6 separate regions of the Mus musculus genome follow, and regions 2, 3, 4, 5 and 6 are each linked to region 1. A link is a contact called in public Hi-C, HiChIP or PLAC-seq and promoter capture Hi-C data. All regions are on one chromosome and are shown on one strand. Each heading gives the region's core, a stretch centred on a gene start, on an enhancer-like site or on the middle of the called end of the contact. The rest is flanking DNA. Distances are from core to core; before and after follow the strand shown. Region 1 holds the start of Synrg (synergin, gamma). Region 2 overlaps Taf15 (TATA-box binding protein associated factor 15). Region 3 has its middle 22 kb from the start of Ccl9. Region 4 holds the start of Ccl9 (chemokine (C-C motif) ligand 9). Region 5 has its middle 19 kb from the start of Ccl3. Region 6 holds the start of Ccl3 (chemokine (C-C motif) ligand 3).

Region 1 (4,560 bases), core at 800-3,299:
TGATTACAAGTGGGGTCACTAAAGACTCACCCAGACTGTTCTCAACTCTGTTGCTTTACTTGGTTAAAGGCAAATACTGTCATTTATCCGTCTCAAGCATTTACTCTAGGATAGTCCATTCAGTGCAAGAGGCGAAAGCGGTTGTTTGCATGTGGCTGCCTTTGGCTAGCCTTTAAGGAAACTAAGTAGCTAAAAGAAAGTATTTAAGAAACAGTATCCAAGGCAGAAGGCAGCCCTCAGAGTCAGTTGCAGCTGGTAATTTCTTTCTCCCACTGAAAGCTTCGAAAGAAGAGTGTTGGCTTCTGTTTTTCTTCAGTTATACTCTGCTACTTTGTTAGGTTTCTTATAGATAACTTCAGCTCTTAGTATCGCTTTCCCCAAACCAAAATATTCCTGAGTATACAGTTTCTCAGCCCCCAAAAGTATCTAACAAATGTAACACCAAATACCCTTCAACAACCATTGTAATCACTTTGTGTCTCCTATGGATTTACTACCTGTTGGAGTGCACATGAGTTTATTGCCCATGCTCTTTCCCCTAAGACAGGATCTCAGGGTACCCAAGCTAACATCAAACTCTCCCGATAGCTGAGCATGTCTTTGAGCTCCTGATCTTCCTGCCTACATCTCCTCAGAGCTGGATTACAGGCATTCTCCAGTGCAGCTCCTTGGACCAGTGGCATTAAAATACTACAAACCAAACTGAGCAACACACTGAATTTTTCTGTGCCCAGGGGGTCTTCCTTTTTTTTTTTTTTGAAAACATTTGTGCCTAAAACATGAAATTCTTTGAAAATTTCTAGGACTGGTCCCATTATTACTCATACATTTGATTAGATTAATAGAATGCCACTTTAGAAATTGTCATCCTGTATATATTCTGCAGGCAAAAGCAATTTCTAATGCTCACTAATGAAAGACCCCAACGAAACAGTGACAAAACCAGAGGAGGAAGGAAAATGTTTTAAGTTTAAAGTCAAAGACTGTAGAGGAAGCAGAAAACCTGGCCACACACCGTTGCTTTATTCAAGTGACTGCTTTTTTTCCTTCCGTGAATGAGTGTGTGTGTGTGTATTCACAATATGCACCTGAAGGAGACGGTTACTTTAAAATCTTTTACACATTTGAAGTGTAGGTGATTCCAAAATTAAACTATACATTAAAAAAAAAACCCAAATACTTCGCTTTCCAAAGATAACTTAGGATATTTAAAAATAAAAGCTAATTTTATCTCGGAATGTGTGTGCTATATGTCAGCTAATTAAATAAACACAAACTGAGTCATGATAGAAAGGGGAGCAGACTTTCTGGAATCAAACATTTTGTCAAATGAAAATGAACTTGAGTTACAAACACCCCTTTACCATTCTGGATACAGGGAGCATAGCCTAAAAATTATCTGAAATAGAACAAAGAGCAGATTTTTATTTTTAAAAGGAGCTCAATAAAGTCTGGAAGCTTTTGTTTTAAGAGGAGCATACTGCTCTTGGTCAGTGAATTTTCTTTGTTTCAAAATGTCTATTTTAAAAGGAGTCAGACAAATGTTTTTTTCTACTAAACGGGCTTTATCTCAAGACAATTACTAATTCAAAGGTCTTCAGATTTTTCTATTTGTATGTGAAGAAAAGAAAAAAGGACTGGACAGGACGCTCTATGAGAGGAAAGACAGTACTGTACAGTCTTAAAACGGTTCCTCCAGCTTTGCGACTAGACCGTCACAGCCTTCGCTCCGACAGCAGCTCGAGCCCAGCAAGCCTAGCAGGGACTCGCGGGCGCTCGAGGCCCCGCGGCAGGTGCGGTGGCGCCTGCACCCGAGCGCGCTCCCCGCGGGTCCCCAGGACGCTCGCGCCCCGCAACCGCCGCCCCTGCGCCCGGCCCCACCTGCCCACCCCGCCGACCATGGCTGCCCACTCCGCCCGCCCCGCCGACCCACCTGCCTGCCCCGCCGGGCCCCGCGCCCGCCCCCGCCGCGCCGCTGGCTCCGGCTCCCGGCCGCAGCGCCATCTTGCTCGGGGCCGCCGCCGCGCCAGCAGCTGTCAGCCGAAGACAGGCACTTCCGGGGCAGACACCGCCCCACCAAGTCGGGGCCGACGACGGGGCGGGGCTGCGCGCCCACGTGACTTCATGGCCCCCGGGCACGAGCGGCGCGCCCCGGTGGCATTCTGCAGGAGACACAGCACTGCGGCTGGTGTAGTTAGTTTGCAAACCCGGATCTGCACTAATGCACACAGTAGGTCCTGATATAACCAGATGATGGAACACAGGTGCTTTTCTGCTGTTCCTTTACACAGCAGTCGGATCCTAGAGGGCCTTTACAGCTGTTTCCCTTGGCACTCTCTCTTCAGCATCTATTACAGACACTGACAGTACCTTTTACTTAAGTCAATCTAGAGCATACATGGACCCAATACACACGAAGAGGATATCCTCCAAGGTGCCCTACTCATGTGGTCGGTTTTGCCATAGTGAGGCACCGTGAGCACATGCTGAACCTACACAGGGTATTTTTACTTTGACACCTCCAACCCTAACCAAGCTACCTGGAAGTAAAATGTGTTGAAAGTAAGTTTGTTAAGCTCTTAGATAATGGATCAATCACAACCAGTCCCTGCCACTTCTTGCCTTACAGCTTTCGCTGAGACAATTATAATAGGTTATTAGTTTACTAGACCAGTTTTATGTGCATTTAATAGTCTGATGTCCCTGAGTTATTACTGCTATTTTAGAAATGAGAAAAAAAAATCTTGAAAGAAGTTCTTGTAATATGCTCAGATCTTGGAGCTGCAGTGTGTCCACACCAATATGTCCTCAAAGTCCTTGGTCCTTTAACTAGGACCACGCCCACTATTTGTGAGATCTGTTTTCCTTGTTTGGTCTTGTTTACTATTTCACTTTTCCTCTTCCCTGGTCAAAGCTAGCATTTATATAGGAGAGTCCTTACTGATATGTATAGGAGTTTAAATCCATTCCTGACCCTTTTTTTAAAAAAAAAGCTGATACAAGTTTTGTAGCTACTTCATGGACTGGGTGGTTGCTCAGAAAAAATAAAGAGAAAATAACTGAATGGGGATTATCAACACGATCTGTTACCATCTCTATCTGCATCCGTCCAAGGACACTCCCCACCTGTGTTAAGAGTCTTGTTAGGATGCTTTGAGATCACAGCCCCATACCACATAATCGTTTCTATACTTCATCACTGCCGTTAGTTGCTAAAGAGTGGTGCTGTTAGCATACAAAGCTTCAGACACAGAGATAGGCACTTTTACTCTTAAAACACAGGAAAAGCTGAAGGTCTAAAATGAAAATGCAGCCGCAATGGTTTCAAGTGTATACCCACTTCAGGATATACACTGACTCAACTCTCTGCAAGAACAAAACAATTACAAACTTTTAGTTTTTATTCTCTAGAGCAGTTTATTTAAATGAAGCCTGATTTTTTTTTTAAATCTTTATCCCATCTATTCAATATCAGTCTCATGTCTGTATTCTCAGCAGTAAAGGGGCTGAAACAGGAGGATTGCTGTGAGTTCCAGGCCAGTCTGGGATACAGAGATCCCTTTTCAAAACAAATACACATTTAAAAGGAGGTCTACTGTGCTGATTTTAGACTAAAGTATCAACTGCCTAGAGTAAAGGAAACAGGCTTAATTCAGTTGCTGGCAGTCACTTATGTTGTAGTCCTGTGGCAGCACAGGCCCTGAGAAATTCTAGGCTCCAGTCTTAAGTGCTTCAACTTGTACCAAGCCTTTTTTATTCCACTGTACAAAGCAGGTAATTAAGGAAAACCTGCATACTGTGCACTGCCTTGGTCCAAATGATCACAGTTCTCTGTGGAGGGTGGCTGAAGCCCATCAAGTCTCAGCAAAGATAAGCATCTGAGACAATGAAACGAGGTGTATCGTGTAACGGGAATGTTCTTCCTCATCAGGATAGGATAGAGTGCTATCTGCTTTCAGGCAGTCATCTTGGTGGAAAGAGACAGGAAAGAACATGGTTAAATGATGGAGAATGAAGTCAGACAGGGAAAGGCTGATCATAACCTTACAGTTGCAACATTATGACAGCTAAGCATAAGCTTCCTCCCCAGTGCAGTACAGGTCAATTTCAACAGGCTCAAGTTTCCAATCCTCTGGAATTTGGATAACCACAGATGGGGGACCTCCTTACTGTGGCTCCTACCACAAAGAAACACTAAAGGGAGTGCTAGGCTCCTTCCTGTGTCTGGCCTGTGCTGCTGCTCTTGTTTGCATCCCACACAGCGCTGGCTCTCCATACACACAAGTGTGGATGGTGCACTCAAACTCAAGGTTTTATTTTAAAATTCTGTTCCAGACGCCTCTCCACAGCATGCATCACACTTTCCTTCACACTTGAAGGGCAAAATCCTTAAGAGTTCACCACACTTGGGTGTTATTTTAGCATCGGCTCTTGTTCTTCTATAAGAAGTATCTCTCTGGATTCAGGCAGAAATGCCAATGCCTGTTATTTTCATTGTATAAATCCCACCTACAAAGTGAAGCTTGATGCATCACTACATCAGAACCATTCTGTCCTCTC
Region 2 (4,560 bases), core at 516-3,015, 470 kb after region 1:
TGTATACAGAGAGTACTTTGTAATGCACACAACACACGAGCCTCAACAGAGTAAGAAGGGCTTAGACTGCATCTGCGGGATATTGGTGGCTTTTAGATTTATATAGCATTTCCACTGAAACATTTTGGGATACTCAGCACTTACCACCAAAATTTTTGAAGCCACCGCGGTCACCACCACTGCAGAGGAAAAATTGAAGAAATGATTTCTTCCTTAAGTAAGTCTCTAATGTGCTGAGCCCTGGGCTCAATCTACACTTAACTGTCACAAGTAGAGTGCCTAGAAAAATAGTAGCACCAACTTTCCAGTAAATCCATTTCAGAGTTCAATGATTCAATCTAAGTGCTTTCCCAAGGATTTATTTCCACAAGCTGTCTTCTCACATTTATAACACATCTAATATTACTTTTTATGTTAAAAAAAATTCATCTTCCCAACCCCAAGCCAAAAGATTACTACTCAAACCATAACTTAAAGCTGCAGGCACAGCATGAAAAATATGAAATTAGAGTATTAGGACTATTTTTAAATATAAGAAAGAAAAAACTAAAAGACTAGAGGAATAAAAAGTAAAGTTAGACTTTGATAGCAGAACAGAAAAGGTAAAAACTTGAAGACAGATTCTGCTGTGATATTAAATTATGGATTTTATTAATTTTTAAAGGGATAAACTTTTTTAAAAAATGAGTCTGAATAAAGATAGTCTTAAAACTTTAAACTTAAGACTGATAAAAAGTGAGGACTAAAAAAAAAGCTAAACTCAAAACTTCTCTCCATGATCCACTTTAATATGAGATCTTTTCCTATCACAGCAGAGGTTCAAGCTGCCAAATGGTCTAAAGACCAAACCAACAAAATATGTGAAAGATGCAAAGCCACAGAATGACTTTGACAAATTTATACTGTCAGTTAAGTCAATGATCCTTGTACACATAAGGTTTTATGTAACAAATCTAAGCAGCTCATGCTAACCAAGTAATTAAAACAAAAAACCAACCAACCAACCAACCAAACAAACAAACAAAAAAAGACCCCAAAATTCTCAAGTGAAAACCTTCTATAACACAAGTGCTGATAAGGAACTAACAGTTTCAGATTATATCTGAGTTGCTGCTCATCTATCATGATCCTAGCAGCTAACCTATTTATTATCTGCTTACAAACCTCTGCTCTAGGGACTACCCAACTCTAGATGGCTTTTCTGAATTGTCCAATTAAAACTAACTAAATAAGAAAGCTTTCTCTTTTTAATTACACTACCATAAAAACATTTTGCTTTGCAATCAACTTAGGACAGACACAAGTGTTTTAATTTGCTTTTAAATTGTATAAGTCCCAGAAAACCCTTCTTTCTAGCAGGAGAATAAGGTTCATTCAAGGCTATGTAGACCATACTAAACTGAAGTCCTTCATAAATACAGCTTTGTATTTAAAATTACTGTTTTAGCACAGTACCTAAACTTTCCCTGTACTTTAACTGAAAGGTCTATCACTGCTACCTCTTTAAGAAAGAGAAGCTACTCATTACTATTTTGGTTTTAGTTTCTTGAGACAGGATAAGGATGGTCCTGAATTTGCTACCTAGATAAAGATGAACTTGAGTTCCTGATCCTTTTGTGTTGAGGTTTGGCCTTTTGCCACGTAAGATACTGCTAAATTCTCTATCCCAAGGTCATTGCCTCAAGACAAGTGAATTCTCAAGTATACCAGCTTTTGTTATGCAAATCTTGCTCTTTAAAACTACTTGTTGAATAATGATGCCTACAGCCTGTAGCTGGGCAGAAAAGAGGTAGTAGTAAGCTTAGGTTCCTGGGCTTGGGGTCTGAGACAGAGTCCACTAGGAGTGAGCAGAAAGAAGGCAGAAAGCGCCATGGGGTAAGTATAACTTGAGTGCATAGCCATGAAGGCCCACCTGTTGGCGGTAGGAGTGGCCCAGGTGTAACATTGCAAATGGTATTTGGAGAGGGGGGGTGTTTACTGATAGGAAAGTAGACAAAAGAGCAGAGGGTTGATATCTGCCCAGTTCTAATGCTTTAAGGCTTATTATAAACATAAAGGTTTTGTGTCTTTTTTATTTGGAACTAAATGATTAAGGTGGGGTAGAAACCCCCAAATAAAGTTTACCACAACGCTTTTGCTTCCTCCTCTAAAGTACATTTGTCATAAACAAGCAGAGGTTAAATTGTTGAAAATAAAATGTTCCCCTTCTTTTTCAGTACTGGGGTCTCATGCTTGCTTAAATGGTCTATTTTCCAAGCCCCTTGAAAATTGTATTAGAAACCAAGGTTCCTTCAAAAATGAACCTTAGAACCCCAGTGACAGACAAGAATTAAAATATCAAGCCCACATTTCTTAAAACTTTTTTCCTTGTATATGGTGCATGCATGCATGGGTGTGGGTGTGGGTGTGGGTGTGGGTGTGTGTGTGTGTGTGTGTGTGTGTGTGTGTGGTGTGTGTGTGTGTGTGTGTGTGTGTGTGTGTGTGTGTGTGTGTGTGTGTGTGTCGGGGGGGGGGGGGTTACACCCTAATTGCTATATTGTCCAGCCAGGGCTACACAGAGAAACCGTGTGTGTGTGTGTGTGTGTGTGTGTGTGTGTGTGTGTGTGTGTGTGTCGGGGGGGGGGTTGTGTGTGTGTGTGTGTGTGTGTGTGTGTGTGTGTGTCGGGGGGGGGGGGGGGTTTACACCCTAATTGCTATATTGTCCAAAAAACAGCTGATCTGGCCCACAATAAAGAAAAATATACAGTGTTATGTGTAAGGGAGACTCATTTCCATTCTTTTTTTTTCTTCAAGACAGGGTTTCTCTGTGTAGCCCTGGCTGTCCTGGAACTCACTCTATAGACCAGGCTAGCCTCGAACTCAGAAACCCACCTGCCTCTGCCTCTGCCTCCCAAGTGCTGGGGTTAACTGTTTAAAAGGAAAAAAAAAAAGATAGAGATGACTCAATGGTTATCTTGCTGCTCGTTCAGAAGATCCAAGTTCAGTTTCCCAGCACCCATGCTCAGTGGTTGCAATAAAACTGCCTACAATTCTAGCTCCAAAGGATCCAATACTCTATTCTGTCTGTGGGCACCACCACATGGCAAATATTTACAAAAAAATAAATACACATAAGTAAAAGTATTTTTTAAAAGATGCATCCTCTAAAAGGATATATAACATTAAGGCTGAGTTTCCTTTTTTACAAAACTCAGTCCTATACCCTTACTATTCAAAGGGTAAGTATAAGTATAAACATAGCCCAAGAGCTTCGCAGAAAATGGTAATTTGCATTTTAGTAAGATCCCCATGTAACACATTATATATATTTAAGTCTAAGAAATACCATCCTAATGTTTACCTGTACATTCAAATGTCATTCAATCATTCTCACTCCCTAAGTAAGCTTTATATTAACTATATTACAATTCCTTTATTAGGAAATTTACTGTATTAACTACAGAAATAGACTTCAAGGAGTAAGGGAGATATTCTTGTGGATAGTCTCTCCTTCAAACTTGCAGTTAAGTCAAAGTCATTTCTTCTACATATTAAGGCCTCGCTAGCAATTTAAGACAGAAGAATATTTCAACAACTATGTCAAAATGTTGCAAATTTGTTTTCAATCCCAGACATAGAAGCAAAAAGTACACATAAAGAACTCCCCAAGAACATTTTAAGGGATATTTAAGACACATAGGTATGTTCAACTTAATTGGCTCAGTATCCCCACATAAAGAAACTTAAAAGATTATGAAGATATGGGTCTTCCAAATTCAAAAACCACAATGAAAAGAGGACTCTAGGGTAGCCTGGAGGTTTCAATGTGATGTCATAATATACTTAGAAAAGACACATTCAATATAAAGGAAATTTTGGTGGCAGAAAAGATAACTCAATGGTTAAGAACACTGCCTTGCTCTTCCAGAGAATTCATAGTGGATCCAATGTCCTCTTCTGGCCTTCATGGGCAATGCATGCATATTGTATACAAACTTACATACAAGAAGAATGAATACCCAGATAGTTATAAGAAATAAAAAGTTAAAAAAGAAAATTTCTTAAGCATACTATTCCTTTGAGTTTTTGTTTTAGGGGCTTGTGTATTTTTCGTTTGTAGACAGTCTTTCATTTTATATATAACTTGGCAGGCCTGGTACAAGGGACCCCAAACTGGCCTCTAACTCACTTCAATTCTCCCAAGTGCTCACATTCAGCTTTCAACTGATAATTAAAACAAACAAAGAACCCAATGACCACATGTCTCTACTGAAGGACAGAATTCCTAAGAAGCCACAGGACAATGCAGTCATACACCATACCACCACCTTATATGGTGAGCCCAGGACCAGTGCAACTTTTGCTCAAGCTCTAATTCTGTATGGATCTTTTATCCTAGAACTCACATAAAGTGCAGGATTACCTTAAAACCTTGCTCTGTGCTTGAGTTTTTATACTAATAAATCCAGAACACACATTTTGGGAATGAGAGGAAATGACCAACAATGGCATATGTGAATGATTCAATCAACTTGAACATCATTTTTCAACAGGATGGTTTACTTCCTGGAACTCACTCTG
Region 3 (4,560 bases), core at 1,135-3,634, 410 kb after region 1:
AACACATTGGTGACCACACTTAAGACAAGAAGCTCCCCTCCCAGGATGTGGTATAGACTAGGGCAGGGACTTCAGAAGAAGGGTCCCTGATTAGAGCAAGAGAAGAAGCCATCAGCCCCTATGACCTAAAGGGGAGTAAAAAGACCAAGGGAGAAACTGGAGGCTGTGGACTGACCAGCAAGGACACCCTGCTCCCTGGGACCCTCAGAGGTCCCCAGGGGAAGGAGACAGGAGATAACTCACATCCAGCACCACATGATCTGAGACACAGCCAGCACCCAGAGCCACGAGTTAGAAACTGAGAGCTGTGGTGCCAGTCCTTGAAGACTGACAGACATTGTGTGGAAGCTCTGGAATCTAGAACTGGGGAAATGAACCTTGCAAACAGGTCCCAAAAACCAGGGATGTGATTGGCTAACTTCATAACAAAGGCCTTCCTGAGGAGATGACCTTAACCTAAGGGCTAAATGAGTTGAGGGTAATAGCTGGAGACAGTGCAAAGGCCCTGGGGCAGGAATATTAACTTGGTGAGGTGAGTAGGGCATGGTGGGAAGCAGCAGCCTGAGCACTGAGGCGAGCAAAGGCAGGCATGGTGGAGCTTGGGAGTGAGAGTAAAGAGTAACTCATCTCCGGCATGATGGAAAGCCGTCATCAAAGCCGTACCAAAAGTATATCACCTGATATACATCCCTAAAGCAGCACTGACCGTCATGCAGAGATGGATTGATGAGGTCCCTGGAGACCAGTTAGGAGACCCCTGCAGCAATCCAGGCTACAGATGCTGGTGGCTTGAACCAGAGGGGCACAGATGACATAGAAGAGTGTGAACAAAGTAGGGAAATGGCTGAGGGGCACAACTAGAAACGTGCACTGAGAAAGACTCGGGCTTAAGCAACTAGGTGAGTGTTGGTGTCATTTACAGAAATGAGGGGAAAGCCATCTAGACAGTGTTAATTTCAAAATGGCTTTCTGATGACGTCAGTGTGTTGAGTAGAGAGCGAGCTACATGGTTCTGCGGAGCTAGGGAACAGCTTGACTCTTCTTTCTTTCTCTTTGAAGAAAGGGGATGTATCATGAGTACAAGACCCAGGAGCTGTGGTAGAGAGTGGGGACAGCACAAGGACAGAGTAGCCAGGGAGACAAGCGTATCAGGAGAGTATGGTGATCTGGAAGCCAAAGGAGGGGTGGTGGGAGGCACAGAACCTTAGACTCTCATGGGTGTTGCCATGACATATGGAAGAAGAGAGAGATGGTCATTGAAAGTGACTGGAAGCTCGGAGGTGACCTTGACGAGTGAAGATTCAACGGCAGTGCTGACAGGAGCCCAGTCAAAAGGGCAGGAAAAAGAATGGGACTGTGGAAGTTGGGCCAGCATTAGAACCAACACTAAGATGGTTTTATGAAATGAAGCAGGAGCCAGAGCCCATGGGGGTCCCAGGGAGGATGTTGGTTTGAGTTTGGGTTTTTGAGATAGACGGTTGCTACACAGCCCAGTGGTCCTCCTGCCTCACTCAGCCTTTAGAGTGTTAGCATCGCAGGCTCGAGGACCACCCTGTGCTCAGGGAGGATTTTTAACGATGTGAGGACGTAGAGCATGCATGTGTACTGATGCATGAAGTACTCGACCTCTCTCGGTTTCAGGGGGCAGGGCTGCAAAACAAAGCGGCAGGTTTCTGAAGAATAGGACTGGTTCACATGTGCGAAGGCAGCCTAGACAGTAGTACTCCCAGGTAAGGGAAGGCAGAGGCAAGATGCTTTGTGGTTCACACACTGGCTATGACAGCAGAGAAGTTGATGAGAAAGAATTAATGCCATGAACAGCACACGCCCTGTGCTCTGAATGCACACTCAGAACTTGACCCTCCCTGACTACCACAGGAGTTTTTACCTCTGTACCCCAAACATGGGGTTTCTCTTGTGCACCACAGAGCACAGGATATTTGAGTGGCAATTTTCCCAGTTCTTCTAAGGACAAAGCATAACCTGCCCCCATTCCTAGATGCACGAGGGAAGTGAATCCATTGCATTTGATGCACGATTTAAGGCAGCGGAACCAGCTGCCCGGCTTCCTTAGCTGGACAAGTCGTTTCTTTTCATTCTGACAGCTTTCTAGTCAAGGCCCTGGGTATCTGGCAGGCCTCACAAAACATCTGTCGTGAAATTTACACAAAGCTTGGGGGTGGAACATGGCAGTCACTGTCATAGAGGCATTTGGGCTGCAAGCCAGGGGTCAGGGCCTAGATGTATGACTACAAGTATTTTAAGTTGTGTCCTGGAGGATGGGAAAGATTTGTAGCTAATTTAGGACTAACAATCCTGGGGGAAATTGGACTGACTTAATCCTGGAAATATAGGTGGATATTGCCATCTAGTGGTTAAAAGCTGAAATGAAAACACGTGTTACAGAACACGTGTTGTCTGTATGTCCAGTAACTATGGAACCTGCATCTTCTCTCCTCTCCCCCGACTTCTCTCCTCTTTGGGGAACTGAGGGTTTTGGCCTAGACTGAGGACACACGCGGAGATCAAACCTTGCTCTGATAGATTTTACCCTTGCATGCATAGAGAGATGATAGGCATCAGCGTCCATGAAACAGTGATGCATGCAGAGAGACCATACACACCCATGAAACAGTGAGACTGACTGAGGGTGCAAGAGGACAGCTTTGTACCATCAGATAGGACAGACCCTTCAAGAAGTGTGATGTTAGTAGGACCCAATTAAGGGTTGGATTCACCAGTCTCCCTGGATTAGATTTCTGGCCCAGAGGTGTACAACGAAGTGAGCAGGTGTGCAGTAATGCCTCTCTCTCTCTCTGTGTGTGTGTGTGTGTGTCTGTGTGTGTGTGTGTGTCTGTGCATGTGTCTGTGTGTCTGTGTGTGTCTGTGTGTCTGTGTGTGTCTGTGTGTGTGTCTGTGCATGTGTGTGTGTGTGTGTCTGTGCATGTGTCTGTGTGTCTGTGTGTGTCTGTGTGTCTGTGTGTGTCTGTGTGTGTGTCTGTGCATGTGTGTGTGTCTGTGTGTGTATGTGTGTGTGTCTGTGCATGTGTCTGTGTGTCTGTGTGTGTCTGTGTGTCTGTGTGTGTCTGTGTGTGTGTCTGTGCATGTGTGTGTGTCTGTGTGTGTATGTGTGTGTGTCTGTGCATGTGTCTGTGTGTCTGTGTGTGTCTGTGTGTCTGTGTGTGTCTGTGTGTGTGTCTGTGCATGTGTCTGTGTGTCTGTGTGTGTATGTGTGTGTGTCTGTGCATGTGTCTGTGTGTCTGTGTGTGTCTGTGTGTGTGTCTGTGCATGTGTCTGTGTGTCTGTGTGTGTCTGTGCATGTGTCTGTGTGTCTGTGTGTGTCTGTGTGTCTGTGTGTGTCTGTGTGTGTGTGTCTGTGCATGTGTCTGTGTGTCTGTGTGTGTGTGTCTGTGCATGTGTCTGTGTGTCTGTGTGTGTCTGTGTGTGTGTCTGTGCATGTGTCTGTGTGTCTGTGTGTCTGTGTGTGTGTGTCTGTGCATGTGTCTGTGTGTCTGTGTGTGTGTGTGTCTGTGCATGTGTCTGTGTGTCTGTGTGTGTGTGTGTCTGTGCATGTGTCTGTGTGTCTGTGTGTGTCTATGTGTGTGTGTCTGTGCATGTGTCTGTGTGTCTGTGTGTGTCTGTGTGTCTGTGTGTGTGTGTCTGTGTGTGTGTCTGTGCATGTGTCTGTGTGTCTGTGTGTGTGTCTGTGCATGTGTCTGTGTGTCTGTGTGTGTCTGTGTTTCGTTGACCTACTTTTATAAAATTTTGTATAAAATTTTAATGACAGATTTGCAAATTCATCTGGAATAACAAAAAACCTAGGATAGCAAAAACTTTTCTCAATGATAAAAGAATCTCTGGTGGAATCACCACGCCTGACCTAAAGCTGTACTACAGAGCAATTGTGATAAAAAAACAAACAAACAAGCAAAAAAACAAAACAAAACAAAACAAAAGAAACCCTGCATGGTACTGGTATAGCAACAGATAGGTAGACCAATGGAATAGAATTAAAGACTCAGAAATGAACCCACACACCTATGGTCACTTAATCTTTGACAAGGGAGCTAAAACCATCCAGTGTAAAGAAGACAACATTTTCAATAAATGGTGCTGGCACACCTGGCGGTTATCCTGTAGAAGAATGCGAAATGATCCATTCTTATCTCCTTGTACTAAGGTCAAATCTAAGTGGATTAAGGAACTCCATATAAAACCAGAGACAGTGAAACTTATAGAGGAGAAAGTGGGGAAAAGCCTCGAAGATATGGGCACAGGGGAAAAATTCCTGAATAGAACAGCAATGGCTTGTGCTGTAAGATCAAGAATTGACAAATGGGACCTCATAAAATTGCAAGGCTTCTGTAAGGCAAAAGACACTGTCAATAAGACAAAAAAGGCCACCAACAGATTGGGGAAAGATCTTTACCTATCCTAAATCAGATAGGGGACTAATATCCAATATATATAAAGAACTCAAGAAGATGGACTCCAGAAAACCAAATAACCCCATTAGAAAATGGGGCACAGAGCTAAACAAAGAATTCTCAACTGAGGAAT
Region 4 (4,560 bases), core at 571-3,070, 390 kb after region 1:
GCCCTTTCAAAGGTCCTGAGTTCAAATCCCAGAAACCACATGGTGTCTCACAACCATCTGTAATGAGATCTGATGCCCTCTTCTGGAGTGTTTGAAGACAGCTACAGTGTACTTGTATATAATAAATAAATACAAATCTAAAAAGAAAGAAAGAAAGAAAGAAAGAAAGAAAGAAAGAAAGAAAGAAAGAAAGAAAGAAAAAAAGAAAGAAAGAAAGAGAGAAAGAGAGAGAGAAAGAAAGAAAGAAAGAAAGAAAGAAAGAAAGAAAGAAAGAAAGAAAGAAAAAAGAAAGAAAGAAAGAAAGGAAGGAAGGAAGGAAGGAAGGAAGAGGAAGTAGGAGGAAGTAAATAGGGTATAGAACCATTGGGGGAGGGGACCATAGCAAACTACTGGAGATCCAAAATACAATTAAGTCAAATTAAAAATTCTGCAGAAAGCCTTACCAGTAGAATCAGTCAAGAAAAGGACAGCATATCTGAGCTTGAAGACAAGGCACTGGGAGCAGAAAGTGTCAAGGAAAAAGATGAATTAATGAAAAGGCATGAGTTGGACTTTGGGCTATTTAATACATGAGGAGAAGATAAAGTCTAATAATCACAGATATAAAAGAGTGAAGTTCTTTCCAAATGCACAGAAAACATTTCCAGTGAAATCATAGCCAAAAAAAATTTCCTAAATTAGGCAAAGAAACATCTAATCAAATAGAGAAGTCATTTAGAACACCAAAGAGACAAGACCCAAAAAGAACTTCTTCTTGTCATATTATAATTAAAGTTATAGTACTAAGTATTCAAAACAAAGAAAATGTGTAAAAAGCATCAAGAGAGAACCACTAAGTCATGTGTCAGGAGATGTCCATCAGCGTAACAGAGAGCTTGGAGAGGCGTTCCTCAAGCTTTGGAAGACATGAACCTCCAGCCCAGGACAGTATTGCCAGCAAAGGGCTCCTTCATAACTCAAGGAGAAAGGGGATCCTCCCTTGATAGAAAGAGGCTAATGAAACTCACGAAGACTGAACCTGGGTCCTCTGAAAAAGCAACAAGTGCTCTAAACCAGTGAGCTGGCTCTTTAGCCCTCTCTTCCTATTCTATTTGACCACATCAGACTAAAACCACAAATGAACAGCAAACATTCACAAACTCACGGAGATTGGATAACTGAGTGTGTAGACCAGACTGGCCTCAAACACACACACACACCTGCCTCTGGCTCCCAAGTGCTGACACCAAGTGGTGAACACCACCCCAACCAGCCTTAGATGTTTCTTCTGACAGACGTTCTAAAGATTTTTTTTCCTCTGATGTTAAAGTATATTAAAAATATCTAAAGGGGCTGGAGAGTTGGCTCAGCGGTTAAGGACACTTGCTGGCTTCAGTTCTCAGCATCCACATGATGGCTCACAACCATCTGTAACTCTAGTACCAGGGAATTTAACACCCTCTTCTGACCTGCACAGCACTGCATGTATGTGGTAGACATACACACATGCAGGCAAAACATGGATATAAAATAAATCTTTAAAAATTAAAGAAAAATAATTAAAGAAGGAGTTGACAACAATTTTATATATCTCTGGCAAGACATATAAGTTTACTTTTATAATCTATATCTGTCGGTCAGCTGTCAATGAGCATAAGCCAGCGTCCTCCAAGCTAACCTCTCATCAGGGGTCTAGAAGGATCCCTCACTCCCACCCTGTGGCCAGAGCTAAAGGAGTGAATGAATTTTATAAAAGGAGAAATCCTTCTGGAAATATTTACTCTCTCTGAATCAATTTGAACTTTGGAAAGCCCCAAGTCACCTTTGCCCTCCACTTCCCACTGCACACTGTTCCCTCTCTTAGAACTAGCATGTTGGGTGTTATGTAGTCAAAGGAGGGCATTATGAGCTGTACCCCAGGGACTTCCTGATCCTCTTACATGTATAAATAGCAAGACCGGGCCAGGAACAGCAAGCAGTCTGAAGGCCAGCTGGGTCTGCCCACTAAGAAGATGAAGCCTTTTCATACTGCCCTCTCCTTCCTCATTCTTACAACTGCTCTTGGAATCTGGGCCCAGATCACACATGGTGAGTCCTGTGGTGGTAACTGAAAATTTGGGGGGAGTTCCAGAAGGGGCAGCATTTAATAATTTCCATCCCAGACAGAGCAATGGAATTTACTTAGTACAGACCTGCCTCTGGCTATAGCCCCTGGATCAGTGGTTCTCAACTACCGGTTGCCACCCTTTTTGGAAGTCAAACAACCTCTTCACAGGGCTTGCCTAAGACCATCAGAAAACATAGATATTTACATTATGATTCATAGCAGTAACAAAATTACGGTTATAAAGTAGTAATGAAATAACTTTATGGTTGGGGATCACCACGACATGAGGAACTGTATTAAAAGGCTGCAGCATTAGGAAGGGTCTGGTCTGGAAGCTGGTACACAAATGGCTTGCTTCCATTTGGAGAAGCAAATGTTTTCCTTTTTCATAGCTAGAATTATTTGATAACTTTTCCTAGCCAATCCTAGCTGACATTGTAGTTAGATCGAAATAACTATAATTAAAGCATACATTTGTAGAAATGAATATAAAACTCTGTGATGCTAGAGTTATTAGATGTCAGCTAGTATAGAACCATCATTTTTAAGGCATTGGGACCAGTCAGGCCAATGGCTCATCCAAGGTCACCATTTCATCTGAAGCTATGATATTTTAGTTTATGGAGGTGACCAGGGCTCAACACAGAGAGGTCCTGTGAAATAAAAGAATGTATTCCTCAACTTTTCTAAGGAGGAGAGATACATCATGTCTCACAGAGCCAAGGAGAATATTGGAGTTAGGCCAGGAGGCATAAGTAATGAAATAGAGAAACTTGTGTCAGATTCTTTATTGGAGATACTGGAAAAGAGGAAGGGCACAATGCAGGGTTCAGTTAAGATTTCCTAGACTGAAGAAGTCGAGCAGACTTTGTATATATGGATGGTCTTTAAGGATCTAGCTTTAGGAAGAGTTAGGGCAAGGGAAATACCAACATGGTGTTTGAGAATGATAAAGGTTGGGTGCTGGGCTCAGTGAGAGTTGGTTAAGAAGCAGTTAGCCCCTCCCTGTGGTCAGGATTTTAAGTATGCCAGAATACCATAATATGCAGAAAACAAAATACAGTTAGTAGAGTTAGCTATTGCTCAACTGTCCAGATGTTGATTCATTCTTCCTCTGGCATCCCTGAGGGGTGGGACAAATGGAAATGCATCATTCTTGTAGAAAAAGAAGAAGTTAGAAGACAAGCAAGCCTTGTATATATTATTGCCCTGCTCACTTTTCAAACCAGATAACTGAAACAGAGAATTGGAACAGCCTTCAATAATGTAAGACCGCATGAGTAGTGATGGGTAAGACTAAGAGGCAGATTAGTAATCATGCGTTCAAGAACAGGCACTGCTTCTTAAGATTTACTTTGGAAGCCACCCACACCACATCAAACTTGTTAAATAATAGCCGTGCACCCTACTACAGATAATTCATATGCAACCATTGAAGACATGATATAAGGGATTAGTAGTCTTGTCTTAGCACAATGCAAATTCCCAATCCTTTAGCAACAATCTTTGGGCTTCGATATATTTGGGATAAAGGATTATTATGGATTTTAAAAAGTGATACATTGCTGGATGTCACTCAACATCCCTGATGGTTTTTTCTTCAGTGTGTCCTTTAATCAGGCATTTATATAAATGTGGACTATTAGGAGCCTCATTTCACTTCAAGGGACTTTGTGTCACCAAAGGGGTTTGTGCTTCAAGTCAATAGAGTTTTTGGTTTTTTTGTTTTGTTTTGTTTTTTAAGATCCCAGAAAAATCTCATGTCACCTAAGGGGATAAATGAGTCTAGAGCAGATCCTAGACTCCAAGTGTGTGATGGTGGTCCTCAGCAGAGCCTTCTCAGCCTTGGCAAGAATCGGGGTGGGGATGGTGAGTAGAGATGCTAAGACAATGATGCTAACCTCTGCCCTCTGTCTCTTCCAGCAACAGAGACAAAAGAAGTCCAGAGCAGTCTGAAGGCACAGCAAGGGCTTGAAATTGAAATGTTTCACATGGGTAAATATTTCATTACAGCTTGTACTGAGAAGCACCAGGTGGTTGCAGATCAACACCAGAGCATCCCCCTACCCGATGACAGAACAGAACAAGGTCATGAGGGTGGTTGAGGATGCTGTCCAAAAATCTTCAAGAAGATCAGGATGGGCCATTAGTATTCCCTACAGATGTGCCTTCTCTATGCACCGAGTCTGCCTTGGGGCAGAAGTCACCTATAGGTGACTGCGCATGGCTTCCCTTCTATGGACATGTTCCCAGCCTGATTGTGGTCCACGTTAGGCCCACTCAAAGGTGCAGAAAGAGATGACAATGAGTGCAGGGTGAGGGGAAGCCTCCCCTGAGTCCCGGGGCCTTCTTATGCCCCCATGGGACCATCACCCCAGCAATGACCTGGCCTTTGAGTGCCCCCTTGTTTTCTTGCAGGCTTTCAAGACTCTTCAGATTGCTGCCTGTCCTATAACTCACGGATTCAGTGTTCA
Region 5 (4,560 bases), core at 871-3,370, 330 kb after region 1:
ATACAGAGGACCAGATGGAGGACAACCAGTTCTCAGCGAGGGTCTTAAACCTGCTGGAGGCACACTGTGCATGGAGATCTGAGCTTCTGACCAGCCATCCAGCAGAATTAACAAAACCCATCCCATCTAAGGCACCAAAACTCAGAAGAGACTGCCCTGTCTTCCCTCTGACTAAACTAGCCCATGATTGTAGCCTATGGCGGTTCTCAGACTGAACTCACTTTAATATCACTGGGGGAGTTTTAAAGGTGCCAAATCTAGGTACAAATTACATTTGTAACTTTGGAAGTAAGACCCTCACACTGGACTTTAGGAACGTTCCTGGCTGACTCTAAGGTGAACTCAACTTTGGAATTACCTCTCTATAGTAAGCCATCCCTTATGTGGGTGTCACCATCAGGAAATAGATGCTTGAATAAGAGGTATTCACTGCAAAGAGGGTGGCCAGGTATAGTACAGGAAAACCCAGGAAAATCCAACTTCTAGACAAAAAAAGCAGTACTATATATTCTCAATATACTCGAGACATACTTATCCTTAAAGAGTACTCATTCTGTATTTTCATTTGTCACCTGAAATTTCATTTTCACTTACCACATGTGGAAAACATTCTTCTAGAAAGCAAAGAGGTGAGCAGCAGAGGATGTAGTCACATTTCTTGGCCAGCTACCAACAGGGAGTCCTCGATAGCTAAGGGCAGTTTTGCTAGGCTGGCATTCATATGAGCAAGTGTGAACACAGACCCCAGCACCTGACAAGCTCTCAACAAACGTCAGCTGTCGTTCAGCAGTGGTTCGTGTATGAAGATGAGCTTAGATGCATACACAGAATGCACTACTTTTACCAGTGGAGTGTTTCCCTAGAACAGTGGTTCTCAACCTTCCTAATGGTGACCCTTTAATATAGTTCCTCATGTAGTGGTGATCCCAACCATAAAGTTATTTTTGTTGCTACTTCATAACTGTAATTTTGCTATTGTCATGAATCATAATGTAAATACCAGTGTTTTCCAATGGTCTTAGGCAACCCTCAAAAAGATCACAACCTGCAAGATGAGACCCGCTGCCCTAGACCATAGCAATTATAAAATTGATTTTACAATCAATTATTTATAAAATATGATTATTTATAAAATACTAGTGTCAGTTTCCATTTCCCAGGAAGCCATCTTTCTGGGAAACATCTGGTATACTAGTGTAGTGTGCTGCCCATCCTTGTGGCTTCGACCTCTTCTCTTATGTCCCTGTCCTCTTGCAGTGTCCCTGTCAATCTGTGGTTGTGACACTCCCTGACATTTTATTGTGATATCTTCAGTGTGCTAAAGGCAACACAAGTCAAGCTGTCCAGTATTTGTTGCTTGATACATGTGGTTCGATTTCTCCCTAAGAAAGCTAATCACACTCATGGATTTGAAGAGGGTATTGGAGAAGAGCTGAAGGGAAAGGGGGTCGGGGGTGAAGAGGAAGTCATGAGATATCCACAACTCATTTGTTACATAACACCATTTTAAAAAATAAAAGTACAGTGCAAAACCAAAATGGGATACATAAGCAAGATTAAGTTCAGAAGAAACCCAGAGTAGGCTGGGCTTTAGGGTGGGACCACAGAAGAGATGTCCTTCAGAACTGCAGAGACAAGCATTTCCTCCTCATTGAGCTCACAGATGTTCCACTTTCCACTTCCGTGCTACTTCCAGAACCTCTCAGAGTTCAGTTCCAGGTCAGTGATGAATTCCTGGACCCAGTACTGGCTGGCGTCAGCTCAGACCTGCCAGCTTCTCTTGACCTAGAAACTGCAGAAAATGGTGGCATGGTGGGACCTTAAGGACATGCAGAGGGGATTCCTGTGGCCCTGCATCCTTCTCTTCCTATACATTTCAAGGCCTGACCTTATGTCCCCAAAGTTTCTCCAGTCTTAGGGCTCATGTATCTACTTTAAAAGTCTGTGAGGTCTTTGGAAAGCCAGCTTCCTTATGATACTCCTTATCGTCACAGTGCCCAGGGACTGTGCAGGCCCTAGACCAGGTCTGAGCACCTAGGACTACAGAGAGCCAGGTACTAGGGAAGGAGCCTCTCTCAGCCCCAACAGCTTCCTGGTCATGTGATAACCATTCACAGTCTCTGTGGAATCTTCCATGAGGTCATTAAGAAACAGCAGGAGTAGCTGGACTCTCTGCAGCAGGCAGTGAGAGACACAATGGAAAAACCTAAGGAGCTATGCAGAAGATAAAGCCAGCTAGCCACTCTGTGCCCTGGCCCTGAGAAACAGGCAGAAGTACATGCAGACAGCACTCATAGAGGACAAAGGAAAATGGCATAAATTTTCCAGGACATTTTTGGCTAGATTTCTGTATTTTCCTTTCTTTGCATGTTTCTTGATTTTTGGCTTTGAGACTCCACATCTCTCTACAAGGAATTTAATTTTCCAATCAAATTACTTCTGTTTCTGCTTGAGAAATGCCACCTGGAACCCATCAGAAATCAAGTTCTACCATACTGCTAGAACCTAGGTGTTACTATTTGTCTATAGTCTACTTCTTGTCAAAAACCTGTTAGGCCTCCTTTTCCCATCCAGAAACTAGGATGCTGTATCTCCCAGAACAGAATAGAATTGCTAAATCCTTTCTCAAAGGAGAATTCTCAGAAATAATTTAGAACCCTCTGGGTTCCCTATTTAGAGGCTGTCAGGTACATACTTTGGCATTGTGGTCCCAGCCACAGACAGACACAGAAATGAAGGATAGGCTCACAGGGGGCAGAGGAGGTGTAAGGAAAAGGAGGTTCGCTGAAGAAGATACTTCCTGGATCTAAGACATAACCGCTCTTTAGAGGTACCCTGGGGCTTTGGAAGATGAAACACTGAGGAGACAAAGAAGGGACTTTTAATCATGTTACTGGCACCCACGTTGCATGGGCCAGGAGAGCCTTGGGTCACCACAAGGTTTCAGACAGTTTTCAGGAATGGCCCAGCTGCTTGCTCACTGGGGAAATGGTTTCCACAGTGTGAGGAGGTGTGATGTTGTGTGGCTGGGTGGCTAATGACTTCTCACCAGAGCAGATCTGCACACCAAGCACTCCCCCCACAGAGCTGAGCCTTCTGACATTCTCCCCAGCTCTCCCAGCAGTGCCGTGTGCCATGGAGGCTAATGCCATGGAGTCTTGAAAAGCACAGTGCAAGCTAAGGCCATGCCTTGCATGGAGATAGAAGAATTAGAGAAGCCACAGCTACAGGAGAAGCAATATAGTGAGTGGCCAAGGGTGTGTTATGTCATGTCTGTTTTCCTAGCACTTGGGAGGCTGAAGCAAGAGGACTGCCATAAGTTCACGGCCAGCATGTGCTACCTAGTGAGTTCAATGTCAGTCTGGTATATGTGTATGTACATGTGCATGTATATATCATGTACATGATGTACATGTATATGTGCCTATACATGCATATATGTATATCTATATTGTGTGTACATGCGCACATGTGTTGTATATATGTATACAGAGAGACCTTTCTCAAAAAAATCTGTATCCCATATCTAATGCAGATTCATAATTATAATCCAGTGTCAAAACTCTCATAAAAACTGTGACTGCTTTGATGAGTTAAACAACTACTTAAAAGCTGAGCTCATTACTTTTTTTTCTTGTTTTGAGACAAGAGTCTTGCTCTGTAGCTCAGGCTGACCTTAAACTTGCTCTACCATGAGGTCCTACTGTCTGTGCCTCCAAGATACTGGGATTACAGGCTGAGTTCATTGTTCTTATCACATCTTTATCGTGTGCGTCAATCTCTGATGTCCACTTTACTGGCTAACACGATTTTTCTTAGAAGCATCCAAGCTACATGATGTCACAATCCTTCACCTCCAGGGTGTGGTTGAAATGTTACTTCTACGGCCCATGACACAATACACCATGCACATTACTCTCTGTGGTCAGAGAGGTGCTGGCCCCGCATGGGTCAGAGTTTGGCTCTGTGGGAGGAAGCGTTCATCAGTAGATCTCTCTTACTGTAGTCACACTCGTGTCCCACCTTTTCTCACCACCACCACCATTTCCATACAGTCAGCACCAACTAGAATAACCGAGTTATTCTTGTATATCCTGAGTCCGTGGTCCACACCATACCCTAGAGTGGGCAGCACTAAGTCATTTCCTCCATTTATTCTTGGCCTTTAATTCCTCCTCGTCAACAGTTGACTGTGGAACATGGCTGGAGCCCCAGAAGGGTGCAAGCAGAATTGAGCGCCCCACCTTGACTCTGCCCACAATCCTCTGCTGGCCTGACTCTATACAGGTCTCTGCAGCTTGACTCTTTTGTTGACAGCCTCCTTAGTGCAGCCTTCAGCTTAGTCTAGTGGCTTTCAACCTTTCTTATGGGCAACCCTTCGAAACCCTTTAATACAGTTCTTCATGTTGTGACGTCTCCAACCATAAAATTATTTCATTGCCACCTCACAACTGTAATTTTGCTACTGTTATGAATTCTAGTGTTAATATCTGATATTCAGGATATCTGATGCACAACCACTGTGGGGGTTGCCATTCACAGGTTGAGAACCACTGGCTT
Region 6 (4,560 bases), core at 633-3,132, 320 kb after region 1:
TTTTCATTTTAGAAGAGTTCTTTCAACATCTATATTTGCTGCTTTCAGCAAATGGTTCACATGCATTGTTCTGGGTCCAGGGGGATGGAAGAGGACATAATTTAAGATTATGGCAATGCTTTTGCTTAGGTTGTAAAAGTTGATCACATGAGAAACCCAAGGCAAATACTGCTGATTGTTACATTATTCTCTTAAAGGCTGAGTACACAGTAGGAGAGCAGACTTAAGTCCTAAGTGATCTCGGGTACATTATTAATTCTGAGTGTGAGACCCAGCAAAAGTTCCAGTCTCTTAGAATGTATGAGACATTTTTAAAATCATAATATTGCATCACCACAGCCTGCCTGTCAATTCTAGTCTTGGAGTGCAAAGATTGGGGCTAATATGGCAGACCAGCCATATTAGTGAGCTCTGGATTTGATTAAGAGACCCTGATTCAGTAAGTAACATGGAACATCGACGGCGGATGGTTCCTGACATCAGTCTTGCATCTCTACATGCACATGCATGCACACACACTCACATACATGAAGCACACACACACACACACACACACACACACACACACACACACACACATGCACACATGCACACTCACAAGCACCTTCTTTCAAACATGATGCTACACACTTGTAATCCTAGCACTCCAGAGCCTGAGGCAGAAGGATCATAATTTTGACTACCTAGTGAGACCTTGTCTCAGAAGTTAAAAGCAATTAAAAGTAAAACACTGGATAACTGCTTACTTTTAAACTAGTGATATTGAAAATGCTTTAAACTAAGTGAGTACATGAGTATGTGAGAGGACAGGAAGATAATATCTCACCAAATAAAATTTAAAAATCTCAAAATATAAGAAAATTAACCACTCACAGGCCCATCTCACAAGTTTTAATAATTCTTTAAAGTTTTTATTTTTAGTGATTTTTTAAAAAAAAATTCCAGTATTATTTATTTATAATGCCTGGGTTTGGTGTGAAAAACTGTATATTTCCAGATATTTGTAGAATTCTTCACTTTGTAAAACTTGTACAATGTTTCTTGATATTTTTATCACCAATGTTATGAGTGTACTTATGTCATTTTAATTTTAAGAGCTTCATAAACAAGCAATCCAATGTATATACTATAATTTAATTTATAATTTTTTCATAGTGAAAGGTTTTGTTTCTTTAGTTTCAAGTTATAATGACAATGGACCAGCTGTCTCAATATTTAGAGATGGCTTTACATTTGGGTTGTTTCCCCAAAAATCTTTCCTAGAAAGGCTATTTCTAGCTTAATGGAAAAAATATTTTTAGGCTTCTCACATATTAACGCCCACACTTGAAGTATCTTTATGATCCACAACTAATGTTCAACCCAGTGGCCTAGTCACTTTGCGGCTGATGATTGGACAAATGTCTTAAATGTGACCGCGTCTTCCCCATTGCTCGAGCTGGAGATGCTTTTCCTCAGTCCCTCACTGTGGTGGTAGGAGGGGCTGTTGTGCCACCATCCACAGCTATTCTTCCATGTGGTTAGAGAAGCTGAGAAATAACGAGAGTTTCCGTTCCATGGCAAGGAATGGGTTTGGAGTGTTTATTCACAGAACGGTTCTCATGAGATGGGACCAGCTAAGAATAGCCCTGGGTTGACACTGTCCTACCTCCTCCTGCTCATAAGAGAAACTACTTCCCCACAAGAAGAAAGAATAGGTCACGAGTTGAGAGCTGAGACTTATATCTCAGAGATGCTATTCTTAGATATCCTGGGCCCCTGTGGTCACTGTGGACCCTGGGTTGTGTAATATCCATCATGACACCATTGCTGTGCTTAAAATTTTCCCTCCTCAGCCCCGGATTCCATTTCCTCATCTGCTAGGGCTACCTATAAGAGAAGGGGCATATGGCTTCAGACACCAGAAGGATACAAGCAGCAGCGAGTACCAGTCCCTTTTCTGTTCTGCTGACAAGCTCACCCTCTGTCACCTGCTCAACATCATGAAGGTCTCCACCACTGCCCTTGCTGTTCTTCTCTGTACCATGACACTCTGCAACCAAGTCTTCTCAGCGCCATGTGAGTCTACACTGCTACAGGAGGTGTCCCCAGTCTCTGGTCTAAGGCAGACCATAGCAGTCTTTTCTGTGGTTTCAGAGTCTACAAGAGAAAAGAAGCTGGTCTTTCTCTTTGAGATTTTTATTTTCCTCTCTATGGTGTGGAAGGGTCTAACCTTTTATAGGTACCCAGAACTTGAAATCACAGTAAGGATAGTGTTGTCATGTACTTACTAGCCAGCCCTGGGATTCTTAAGGAGCTCTGCCTCTGGGATGTCTTATGGTGATGCTCTGGTGTCTTCTTTGCTGACTTCTGGTATTAGAGAAAGCTGTGGGAAAGACACAGGGCAACACATAGAGAAAGAGAAAGCCCACAGTGAAAATATAGATAGAACAGAGACAGAAACAATGACATTTCTGGTCCCAAATGCCCAAATGCCTTCAGATCCTTAGCCTTCCAACTCCCACCCCAAGCACCTTCCTCGCCTCTTAAGTTGTTTTAGGTGTCCTACCCTGTTCAATGATGACTTTCTTCCCCTACAGATGGAGCTGACACCCCGACTGCCTGCTGCTTCTCCTACAGCCGGAAGATTCCACGCCAATTCATCGTTGACTATTTTGAAACCAGCAGCCTTTGCTCCCAGCCAGGTGTCATGTAAGTTCTGTTCTCGTGCTTTTCCTGATAAAGTGGGGTGAGGAACAGTGTAAGAGAGGGTTTTTCAGTCGTGGGGTGGGGGCGGGGGTGCAGTCACAAAAAGGGAAGCACAGGATCATCTAAAGGGTGCCAGTGAGAGGACGGGAGCGATGGAGAAACCACAGAGGAAGTCAGACTCTCCCATTGGATATTTAAGTTTTTTGACCCTTACCTCTCTCTGTGTAGTTTCCTGACTAAGAGAAACCGGCAGATCTGCGCTGACTCCAAAGAGACCTGGGTCCAAGAATACATCACTGACCTGGAACTGAATGCCTGAGAGTCTTGGAGGCAGCGAGGAACCCCCCAAACCTCCATGGGTCCCGTGTAGAGCAGGGGCTTGAGCCCCGGAACATTCCTGCCACCTGCATAGCTCCATCTCCTATAAGCTGTTTGCTGCCAAGTAGCCACATCGAGGGACTCTTCACTTGAAATTTTATTTAATTTAATCCTATTGGTTTAATACTATTTAATTTTGTAATTTATTTTATTGTCATACTTGTATTTGTGACTATTTATTCTGAAAGACTTCAGGACACGTTCCTCAACCCCCATCTCCCTCCCAGTTGGTCACACTGTTTGGTGACAGCTATTCTAGGTAGACATGATGACAAAGTCATGAACTGACAAATGTACAATAGATGCTTTGTTTATACCAGAGAAGTAATAAATATGCCCTTTAACAAGTGACTGGTGTTGAGTTTTATTTTATTTTATTTTATTTTTATTTTTCTGGAAAGTCAGACTTACTGGTTAAGAGGAATAACAGCAAAGAATAGGAAGCTGTGAATGGAAGTTGGGAGTGTGTTGGAAGGGGTGGGGAGAGGAGAATGGGGAGACTCCCATGGAGTAGACTTCTCCACTTCATAATGGAAATGTGGATCTGGAACCCTAAAATGGTGACTATTTTGTGAATCAACTCATAATGAACCTTCACTATAAAAAGTCACCATTTAAATAATTTTATCATCCAATGGAGTATTAGTTATGCATACCACAAATCAAGCTTTCTTAGGAACAGTTTTGAGGATTACCCTAAACTTGGTGTTATTTTTATACCTTGTCCATTTGATATTAGTGTTTTGTTTTGTTTTGAGATACAGTCTCGCTATGTAGCCTTGTCTGGCCTGAAACTCAGAGGTCTGCATGCCTTTGCCTCCTGAATGTTGAGATTAAAGGAGTATGTCACCATGCCATGCATCCCCTGAAAACATATGCATCAAAGGATTGGTCCCAGGTACAGCAGGGTTCAGAGGAGGAGCCTTTGGGAAGTGATTGGTTCACAAGGGCTCTAACCTCATGGATTGTATGAAGCCATACTTTAATGGGTTTGGAGATTTGGATGGGCTTTCTGTGGTGGAAGCAAGACCTATTTCTTGGTTTCCACTAGCAGGCAGCTTTTGTCCACATGCTTCTGCCATGACAAGGCCTCGCCGTCTTGCTGAAAGTACCCTAGCCAATTTCAGCAACCATGCGCCAAAATAAACCTTTCTTCCTTTGAGCTGAGTTTCTCTGCCCAAACTGGAGGAGACTTCAGCCCACCTGCCAAAACAGCCACAGCTGTCATGGCCAAGGTGGAAATCCTGCTTATACTCTGAGCGACATTACGTAAATGCCTTTGTTTCAGTCACCATTGTTCCAGGTGCCCTGAAATAGTTCCAGAAGTATCAGAGGGCACTGTGGCACAGCCAGAGAACCATGAAGCCAGCACAGCAGTCCAATGCACACAGTCCAGCAAAGATGAGGTGGATGCTGTCTTCACCATTGTGCTGTCTTTCACCCTGGGTTTCTGATCTCTACGTGTTGCATTTGTGGGGGACTTTTTACATTATG

Evidence for each region. Promoter capture Hi-C pulls out the DNA fragments that hold promoters and counts their contacts. A called contact is a pair of places that touch in the nucleus more often than the background predicts. HiChIP or PLAC-seq counts read pairs in DNA pulled down with a chosen protein or histone mark.
Region 2: a contact with region 1 is called in a promoter capture Hi-C map of trophoblast stem cells, with 2.5 times the contacts expected there. The contact joins the enhancer-like site here to the promoter of Synrg in region 1. A contact is called at or near these places in 11 of 39 promoter capture datasets (the 3T3-L1 cell line, 3T3-L1-derived adipocytes, the C10 cell line and 7 more), 8 of 484 Hi-C or Micro-C datasets (B cells, conventional dendritic cells, embryonic stem cells and 4 more), 2 of 115 datasets of contacts at active chromatin or transcription factors (embryonic midbrain and large pre-B cells) and 1 of 9 other capture datasets (liver).
Region 3: a Hi-C map of the HPC-7 cell line shows a contact between it and region 1, with 5 times the contacts expected there. The contact joins the enhancer-like site here to the promoter of Synrg in region 1. A contact is called at or near these places in 10 of 39 promoter capture datasets (the 3T3-L1 cell line, 3T3-L1-derived adipocytes, the C10 cell line and 6 more), 3 of 484 Hi-C or Micro-C datasets (the HPC-7 cell line, bone marrow-derived macrophages and embryonic fibroblasts), 2 of 115 datasets of contacts at active chromatin or transcription factors (bone marrow-derived macrophages and forebrain) and 1 of 9 other capture datasets (macrophages).
Region 4: a contact with region 1 is called in a promoter capture Hi-C map of the HPC-7 cell line. The contact joins the promoter of Ccl9 here to the promoter of Synrg in region 1. A contact is called at or near these places in 4 of 39 promoter capture datasets (the 3T3-L1 cell line, 3T3-L1-derived adipocytes, the HPC-7 cell line and 1 more), 1 of 115 datasets of contacts at active chromatin or transcription factors (acute myeloid leukemia) and 1 of 9 other capture datasets (macrophages).
Region 5: a contact with region 1 is called in an H3K27ac HiChIP or PLAC-seq map of microglia, with 5 times the contacts expected there. The contact joins the enhancer-like site here to the promoter of Synrg in region 1. A contact is called at or near these places in 3 of 39 promoter capture datasets (the 3T3-L1 cell line and 3T3-L1-derived adipocytes), 1 of 484 Hi-C or Micro-C datasets (pro-B cells) and 2 of 115 datasets of contacts at active chromatin or transcription factors (memory CD8 T cells and microglia).
Region 6: a promoter capture Hi-C map of the C10 cell line shows a contact between it and region 1. The contact joins the promoter of Ccl3 here to the promoter of Synrg in region 1. A contact is called at or near these places in 1 of 39 promoter capture datasets (the C10 cell line), 1 of 15 datasets of contacts at CTCF or cohesin (the NIH/3T3 cell line), 1 of 484 Hi-C or Micro-C datasets (pro-B cells) and 1 of 115 datasets of contacts at active chromatin or transcription factors (memory CD8 T cells).

The regions. Positions count from the first base shown.
Region 1 is chr11:83,961,920-83,966,479 of GRCm38.p6, reverse strand. Synrg (synergin, gamma) reads right to left here and starts at 2,049. Exons shown (of 20, transcript NM_194341.2): 1 at 1,934-2,049. The coding sequence starts at 2,004. Ddx52 (DExD box helicase 52) reads right to left here. Exons shown (of 15, transcript NM_030096.2): 15 at 3,392-4,560.
Region 2 is chr11:83,492,881-83,497,440 of GRCm38.p6, reverse strand. It overlaps Taf15 (TATA-box binding protein associated factor 15), which reads right to left. Exons shown (of 16, transcript NM_027427.3): 8 at 145-179. Among named protein-coding and RNA genes, the nearest start is that of Gm32650, 17 kb to the left of the region's middle. Within about 2 kb of position 1,765, at least 11 of the 459 cell types and tissues checked have an H3K27ac peak or open chromatin away from gene starts, as enhancers often do. A contact at or near this core is called in embryonic stem cells and trophoblast stem cells, where this site is marked.
Region 3 is chr11:83,554,350-83,558,909 of GRCm38.p6, reverse strand. No RefSeq gene overlaps it. Among named protein-coding and RNA genes, the nearest start is that of Ccl9, 22 kb to the left of the region's middle. Within about 2 kb of position 2,384, at least 28 of the 459 cell types and tissues checked have an H3K27ac peak or open chromatin away from gene starts, as enhancers often do. A contact at or near this core is called in the HPC-7 cell line and bone marrow-derived macrophages, where this site is marked.
Region 4 is chr11:83,575,896-83,580,455 of GRCm38.p6, reverse strand. Ccl9 (chemokine (C-C motif) ligand 9) reads left to right here and starts at 1,820. Exons shown (of 4, transcript NM_011338.2): 1 at 1,820-2,067; 2 at 4,010-4,081; 3 at 4,505-4,560. The coding sequence starts at 1,992.
Region 5 is chr11:83,628,376-83,632,935 of GRCm38.p6, reverse strand. No RefSeq gene overlaps it. Among named protein-coding and RNA genes, the nearest start is that of Ccl3, 19 kb to the left of the region's middle. Within about 2 kb of position 2,120, at least 39 of the 459 cell types and tissues checked have an H3K27ac peak or open chromatin away from gene starts, as enhancers often do. A contact at or near this core is called in memory CD8 T cells and microglia, where this site is marked.
Region 6 is chr11:83,646,700-83,651,259 of GRCm38.p6, reverse strand. It overlaps Ccl3 (chemokine (C-C motif) ligand 3), which reads left to right and starts at 1,882. Exons shown (of 3, transcript NM_011337.2): 1 at 1,882-2,058; 2 at 2,580-2,691; 3 at 2,917-3,417. The coding sequence starts at 1,983. The coding sequence ends at 3,007. It also overlaps a transcript of Ccl4 not described here.